Linked DNA regions of Hordeum vulgare: region 1 is linked to region 2. A link is a contact called in public Hi-C data. All regions are on one chromosome and are shown on one strand. The core of a region is the stretch at or near the end of the contact, and the rest is flanking DNA. Distances in the headings are between cores, read along the strand shown.

Region 1 (4,155 bases), core at 1,241-3,740, 310 kb after region 2:
GGTAATAGGGATGCCCACTCTCGAAATGCAAAGAAAATTTATTTTATGTTGTCAAATAATAAATTCCTTGGAAATTGTTGGTATGGACGGTACCCGTGAATGCGGCTAACCATGGAGTGTGAAAGACTGGTGGAAAAGGGAATAAACTTTATTTTCAGTTTGGGAACCGCCTATGATTTTTTAGCATGGACTATATTGGGAACTTTTAGTCGTTCTCGTTGACAGGAAAATCACGCCATCCAAAATATTGCATCTCTCAATTTTTTCGCTTTGAGCTCTCACACCGCTACAAATCTCTGCATACCTCTGTGAAGGGCCTCTATTTAATTTATGCAATTTTTATTTTTATTTGAGTCTCATCTTCTCTTATAAGGCACCAACTACGGAACACTGTTATCATACTTGAGCATTGGATGTAGCTAATATTTGGGTGTGTTGCATGAATTCATCAATAATTGAGCAAATGGGCTAGGGATATCATTCTTTAATGCTGATATTTTGAAAGACTTCGTTGCTTGTTGATATGCATGAGTATTAAAGTTTTCATGTGAAATTATAGACTATTGCTTTGAATCATCTCCAATTCCACATGTCCATGCTATAAAAGATAATAATATGATGAACATGTTAGGCAACATTCCACATCAAAAATTTACCTACTCGAGGATGAACCTAAATTAAGCTTGGGGATGCTGATATGTCTCCAACTTATCTATATTTTTTTGATTGTTCCATGTTATTATATCATCATTCTTGGATGTTCTACAATCATTTTATAGCACCTTTATATCATTTTTGGGACTAACCTATTGGCATAGTGCCCATTGACAGTTGTTGTTTTTTCCTTGTTTTTTACTTTGCAAAAAAACAATATCAAAAGCAGTCCAAATGTCACAAAACATTTTGGAGATTTTTTCTGCCCATAAGACATCCACCGGAACAAGGAAGCCAACCAGAGGACGCCCAGGCTGCACACTAGACACCAGGGCGCGACTGCCCCCGTGGCACGACCTGGTGGGTAGTGGGCACCTCGTGGCCCATCTTGGCGTGATTCCAATGCCAAAAATTCCTATAAATAGAGAAACCTTGAGAAATAACCCTAGATGAGAAGTTCCACCGCCACAAGCCTCTGTAGCCATAAAAAAACTAATTGGAAGCCCGGTCTGGCACCCTGCAAAAGGGGGAGATCATCACTGAAGGCCATTTTCATGATCCCTATGGACACCATGATGAGGAGGGAGTATTCCACCCTCGGGGGTGGGGGTTTATACCAGTAGCTATGTGTTTAATCTCTCTCTCTCATGTTCTTGAGATGGCACAACCTTGATGTATTGCGTGCTTTCTTAATATAGTTGGATCATATGTTGTTTCTCCCTCTCTATTTTGTGGTGGTGAATTGAGTTTTCCCTTTGAGAATTCATTTTATTGGATTGAATACTTTTATGGATTTGAGAGCACTTGATTTATGTCTTGCTATGAATACGCGTGGTGACAATGAGATATCATATTGATTCACTTGATATAGGGTTAGGCACTGAACTCGCGGATTCCCAAGGTGACACTGGGGTAATCTATGCATAGGGGTTGATGCACGTTCTCGTCTTTGTTTCTCTAGTAGAAATATTGGGGCACTCTTTGAGGTTCTTTGTGTTGTATTGAGTATTATGAATCTGAATTTGTTTTCGTGTTATTTTTGTACGAACTCTTAGATAGATCGATCGGAAAGGATAACTTGTGTTATTTTAGTACGAACTCGTGGATAGATCGATCACAAAGAATAACTTTGAGGTTTTTCGTACCCTACAAACAATTTCTTCTTATGTTCTCCGCTAGGTAGGAACTTTGGAGTGATTCTTCATCACACGTTGAGGGATTGTTGTGTGATCCAATTATATTAGTATTATTGAGAGATTGCACTAGCGAAAGTATGGACCCTAGGCCTCATTTTCAAGCATTGCAATACCGTTTGTGCTAAGTTTTTTGAATTTCTACCTTGATGTTTTTATTTATTTAGATTATTAAAACATATTTCTACCATCCATATTACAGTTGTGTCACCATATATTTGCTGAACTAGTGCACCTATGCAATTTACCATCGTATTGGGTGTGTTGGGGACACAAGAGACTCTTTATTATTTGGTTCACTACAAGAAAAATGCTCAATTACGACCAAAAATAATGAAGGTGGTTTAATTGGTCATTGATCCATGACCAAAATTCCGAAATTAGTCATGGCAAGTATAAGAGGGTCCAAAGCCCATAATGTTATGACCTTTTGTGTCCATTAGGTCATGATACTATTGCATAAATTGGTCATTAAGTTCTACCAATTGAAAAAAAGAAGAGAAAAGTGAAAGAAGTGTGTGTTGGATGAGGGGAGAGTTTTGAAACGTTGGATGTAGGAGGAGTGGATGGCCAGGATCTGTTTCACAGAGTGATCCGTGGCCTCACATGTGATAGGCTGGCTGCCCAAAGTGAAAAGAACCGAGAAAAAAAAAAGTGAAAGATAATCTCTCTCTCCCCCACGACCACATCTCTCCTGGCGATCCCCATCTCTCTCTCCCCACGACCTATGGCATCCGATCTTCCCCGCAGCCCAGATCCACCTCTCGCCCGCGCCCCCCGCCTTCCCCGGGCGATGTCGTCGTCGTCGCCGCCGCTGTCGCCTCGCGGGGCGGAGAAGGAGGGGGACACCAGGAGCGACGGCACCGGGAGCGGCGGCGGCGCGGTGTTCAGCTACGGGGAGGCGGGGTACTGGGACGCGCGCTATGTGGAGGAGGGCGGCGCACCCTACGACTGGTACCAGCGCTACGCCGCGTTGCGCCCCTTCGTCCGCCCGTACGTCCTCCCCCCTTCCCCTCTTCCGCTCTCCTCCTCACGATTGCTTCGCATAGACGAGACTGCCGCTCGCCTAGTGCCCGAACTGGAGTAGCTGATTTGTGCTCGTGGTGGTGGTGCTTGACTGCTTGTGCATTCGTCTCTCTTTTCCGGAAGTAGGAATTCCCTTTCCGCCTTTTCAGGTTCGGTTCAAATAGGTGCTTGATTGTGATTTGTGAAGGGATGGGGTGATTGGCATGAACCAGCGAGCGGGTGATCTTTTGGATTAGCTGCTTGCACAGAGCACAGTCACCGTATGTTGGGGGTCGAAATTGCTGTCACGGCAATAGTTTATGGATAGCTCCTTGTCTAGGTGGTGATTTAGCTCCAGTGCTTCCTGTATCTGTTGTGTATATAACGACATGGCAATCAGATAATGCAATTCTATCAGTCCACATGCTGACATATATCACTTCCACTAATCTGATAATTATACTCTGGATAGGGTAATGTGCTATGCTGCTACAGTTTGGCAATGTGTGAATTGACAGGGTTGTGATGTTGATGCCACACAAAAGTAGTCATTGCGAACTGGCATAGCCAAATGTGGTAGGGACAGTAATATGGAAGCACACATTTGAAACCAGCACATCTCTATTTGATAATAATCGAAACTAAAACCAACCTTGATCTGACTTGTTCCCCAGTAACCCAAAGTTGCTCTGGGATTTAGTATTATGATGCATGCCATCAATACTGCATTGACACGTTAAACACACGGCAGCACATCTGATTTTCACTACTTGTGTTTTGCACCCTCGATGGGCTGTTCTGGTCTTCTGGATAAAGTTCAGGATGCGCTTCTAAACCTAGGCTCGATGATTACACTCACTCTGCTAATTTAAATTTTCTTCCCATGCTCTGATGTTTGCACTTATGTCAGAGGATATGGTCGCTGATGGCTACAATGTATCCTTAAATATTTTAAATTCCCTCTTTGTTCGGGAAGTGAAATCTAGTGTCTGTTGATTTACTTATGAGCTGTAGACATGCAAATGGATGTTAGGGATATGAGTAAATTCTTTGATGAATCATTTGATTGTGCCCCCATCCCGCTCGCCCATTTCGACGACACCCAGCTCCTCTTCGGTGAGCAGATTCATCCCCCGACCCCATGTACAGTCCCCCGCTCCGTCCATGCTCACCGTCCCCTATTTTTTCTCCGCGTGCGTGCAGATTACAACTTGCTGGAGCAGACGAGCCTGGTGAGGGAGTCGACCCACAGGCTGCTCGGCGACTTCGGCAGCAACTTCGGCCGGAACTTCGAGGGACGCCC
Region 2 (4,133 bases), core at 1,098-3,597:
AAGTGAAATTAATGTTAAGCAAAAGCCCCAAAGGGTTCCTTCACTAAAAAAGACTAACCAAGACTCTGAATATGCCTATCATGCTTGAAATGGTACTTCACTTTCAGGCTGCAGATTTTGACTAAGCACAACTATTAGTGGATTTGTTTGGGGGCCCTTTGCTTAGTTGTGCACTGTCTGAATGATATGTGGGTTCTAGCTATAAGTGAGCATAGATATGTCATTCCATGTTCAAGCTCAAGGGACTGCACTCCCTGTACTGCTCGTACGTGGATGATGGAGAACAAGTATAAAATTATCTGCCAGTAAACATTGGTCAGCAGAAGTTACAACATTGTTGACAAAACAACAACAGTCAATTGTACAAGTCAAAGTATGAAACCTTTGATAGCTCAGCACCATATAAATCAGCAAGCTGGCTCTGAAATTTAATTAACGCACTCATTAGAAGAAAGAAAAAGAAATGCAGATAGAAACAATAGTACAGCAAGGAAGAGAAGCACACCTTAACTCGATAAGCCTCAGCAAGCTCCTCTTGCAAATTTTGGTTCTCTCTTAAGCATCCACTTAACTTCTTCTGAAGGATCTCAATATCCTGCTCCAGAGCTGTTGTCCTGGATAGTTAAAACAAAACATTGGTTTACTTCCGCTACAATGATAACGATGGAACATGGACAGAACATATAGTAGCACCTCTGAGAAAGCATTTGAGTTGCAACAGAAACATAACCCGGCCCAGCTTGTTGCATACATAATTGCTCGATATCTTTTCTCAGTTCATCACGTTCTGCCAAAGAATATTTCAATCAATAAGTGTGCACCTATCCCACCCAAAAAAGAAATAGAGAATGAAAACTAGAACTATTCCCAAAACAATAGTCTACATTAGCAGCTTTGAGAAAACAGAACATGGTGTTCTCTCCATTCAAAAGGACATCAATCTGAAGTATGAGAAAATAGGCACATTGATCTTCCATCGAAAATCTCTGATTACTAGTAACATCTGCCAATAGTTTCCACTTCCCAACATGTTATCCATGTACACATGGTATCCAAAGGAAGCAACACTGCTGCATACTGAAATACTCCTATGGCTGAACGAAGCTGTAGAAGGTTGGAAATATTATAAAGACTCATTAAATGTCTATCAGAAACAATGTATGTAACAGAATTAGCCAAGGACTTCAGCAGCTACTTCATGTATTTTCCCAATTTGTACAGCAAGCCACCGCTAACAAAGTGAACAAAATTTTAAAAATAACTAGTACATCCTTCGCAAAAAATATCTACTCAAATATGTGAGAATAGCTAAGTTATGACAGGGTACATATTATCAGGGAAGGAACTCTAGTGCATAGACTGGAGTTCCCCCTTGAATTTCCAATGGAGTACATATCGCTTTTATATCTTGAAGTGCATAGGCTAGAGTTCCCCCTTGAATTTCCAATGGAGTACATATCGCTTTATATCAGAGTATATATCACTTTTATATCTTGAAGTAATTACTGAAGGAAACCAGGAACTAGTACTATTCCCCCTTGAATTTCCAATGGAGTACCTCCATTCCAAAAAGGGGTAAGTGAGGGCACTGAATTGAACTACTTGCACAAAGAAAACAATGTAGCCAAACTAATCTGCAGGCCGAAGTGTTTTATCTAATGCAAACAACTTCAATTGGCACAGCAAACAAGCAGTATTTAGGGTTATCACCTAATGTATAAACAAATGAATGACAATCTTATATATGACAAATATGAGTGAGTACCCCGCTGGAGTTCTTCAACTCGACGAGTTAATACTTCACCATCGTATGGCTTCTCATCCATTTTCTACAGAAAAAATAGATAGAATAAGACTAATGTTCTTGAATAAAAATGCAAATGAATTGATATACTACATGCCATCATGTAAACATAAACATCAAAGCCGTGCAACGGAAGCCTCAAGTTCTGACCACAATAGTACTACCCCAGGCTTGCAACGAAGCAGGAGCGATCCCCTAGACCCGCTTCTTCCTACCAAAGAAGAAGTGGGAGAAAAAATGTGCTGCAGTACAGGGGACATGGACGGATTTCTCCCAAGATTTCGAACTGGGAATCGACACAATTGCTAAAACGCGGACGAAACCCTAGCCTGCTAATCCGGCCAAAAATTAGGCATAGGTTCGACTGGGATTCAGCAAAGCCTACCTTGAATCCACGCGGACTTATGTGCGGGTTCGTCTCCTCCAGGCAGTCGTCGAGAAGAGCGCCGCCGCTTCGCCGCCGGCTCCGAGGAGGACAAGACGAGGTTTCGAGAGATGTCCCAAATCCAGATGGTCGCTCCTCCTCGCAGGCTCTGTGGGTCCGAGCGGCTGTATGCTCTTCTTCACAGTATTCCACGTTTTTTTTTTAGGGTTCACACTACTCCACGTGTATGTTAATCTCTACTATTAAAGGAGGATCTGCCGTCGTGATGGTTCAACCTCGATCACCTTCCACGTACGATTGACACCCGCGCGTAAAACAGGCAGCCCACCCGGCGTTCGACGTGGCCCAGAAATCAGCCCAACGGAAAAAAAATCGCTAACACGAGCACACGTCTCCGCCTCCCCCACTCCCAACTCCCTCCCCATCCCGATCCCGATCCTCGCTGCCGCCGCCGGTTGTGCTTGTCGCCCCGTCACCTCTCCATCCGCCGCGCTCCTCTACACCGCGCCCTTCTCCAAGGTCAGTCGCGCCTCACGCCCCGTCGATTCTGCATGCGGCTGTCTGTACGGTGGCGGGGACTGACGAGTGTTTCTGTTGCGCGTGCAGAGCCTGGGCGGCGAAGGGTGCAGCCTGCTCCCGCACAGCCACTTCTGGATCGCCAGCCAGCGGGTCGTCGCGCTCGGCCGTGTCGGCCCCGCCGCAGGTACTCCCCCCCCCCTTTCGTTGCGCCCGCCTTGGTAGAGAGAGGGGGGAGAGAAAGAGAGAGAGGGGGAGAGAAAGAGATAAGAGAGAGGGAGGACCGGATAGCAGCGGGAGGAGGGAGGACCGGATAGCAGCGGGAGGAGGGAGGACCGGATAGCAGCGGGAGGAGGGAGGACCGGATAACAGCGGGAGGAGGGAGGACCGGATAGCAGCGGGAGGAGGGAGGACCCTTCCATGTGGCTGTCGTCGTTGCCATGCTCGGTCAGGAGGAGGAGGCCGCCTCCATCTGGCTGCCGTGGGCGTTGTGCCATGGCGACCGCGCGCGACGTCGAGGAGGTCGTCCAAAAGCTCGCCTCCGACCGCGTCAGGCCCCGCGATATGAGTACCCTGCTCCCTTCTCCTTTGCTCTGCCCCCAAATCTGCTCCGACGATGACCTCTGTGATGTGCCATGTTGCTGCTGCAGGAAGGGGTTAAGCTGCTGGGGACGTGGGGACGTGGCTGCAGGAAGGGGTTAAGCTGCTGGGGACGTTGCTGCAGGGCGACCGCGCTGTGACCTTCTGCCGCCTCCTCGCCCGCAATACCGTCAGGGCCAAACCAGCCCAACTCGCCTCCGGTACACCCACCTCCCACCTCTCGTACTCTGTTGCTTCTCATCGAGATTTGGTTCAATTTTTCTGCTGACTTGCATGGGCGAAATCCTTTCCTTTTTTTTCCTTACTTAACTAATGATCCAGCCCACGTATCTCTACTATTAAAGGAGGATCTGCCGTCGTGATGGTTCAACCTCGATCACCTTCCACGTACGATTGACACACGCGCGTAAAACAGGCAGCCCACCCGGCGTTCGACGTGGCCCAGAAATCAGCCCAACGGAAAAAAAAATCGCTAACACGAGCACACGTCTCCGCCTCCCCCACTCCCAACTCCCTCCCCATCCCGATCCCGATCCTCGCTGCCGCCGCCGGTTGTGCTCGTCGCTCCGTCACCTCTCCATCCGCCGCGCTCCTCTACACCGCGCCCTTCTCCAAGGTCAGCCGCGCCTCACGCCCCGTCGATTCTGCATGCGGCTGTCTGTACGGTGGCGGGGACTGACGAGTGTTTCTGTTGCGCGTGCAGAGCCTCGGCGGCGAAGGGTGCAGCATGCTCCCGCACAGCCACTTTGGGATCGCCAGCCAGTGGGTCGTCGCGCTCGGCTTCGTCGGCCCCACTGCAGGTACTCCCCCCCCTTCCGTTGCGCCCGC

The links. Hi-C and Micro-C count contacts between places; a contact is called where the count stands out from the background.
Region 1: a Hi-C map of leaf shows a contact between it and region 2, with 2.7 times the contacts expected there. The contact joins the promoter of LOC123448283 here to the promoter of LOC123448282 in region 2. A contact is called at or near these places in 2 of 6 Hi-C or Micro-C datasets (leaf and seedling).

The regions. Positions count from the first base shown.
Region 1 is chr4H:163,978,492-163,982,646 of MorexV3_pseudomolecules_assembly, forward strand. LOC123448283 reads left to right here and starts at 2,491. Exons shown (of 4, transcript XM_045125136.1): 1 at 2,491-2,840; 2 at 3,886-3,968; 3 at 4,056-4,155. The coding sequence starts at 2,575.
Region 2 is chr4H:163,668,553-163,672,685 of MorexV3_pseudomolecules_assembly, forward strand. It overlaps LOC123448282 (ciliary rootlet coiled-coil protein 2), which reads right to left and starts at 2,348. Exons shown (of 18, transcript XM_045125132.1): 1 at 2,190-2,348; 2 at 1,766-1,829; 3 at 694-787; 4 at 506-614; 5 at 383-421. The coding sequence starts at 1,826.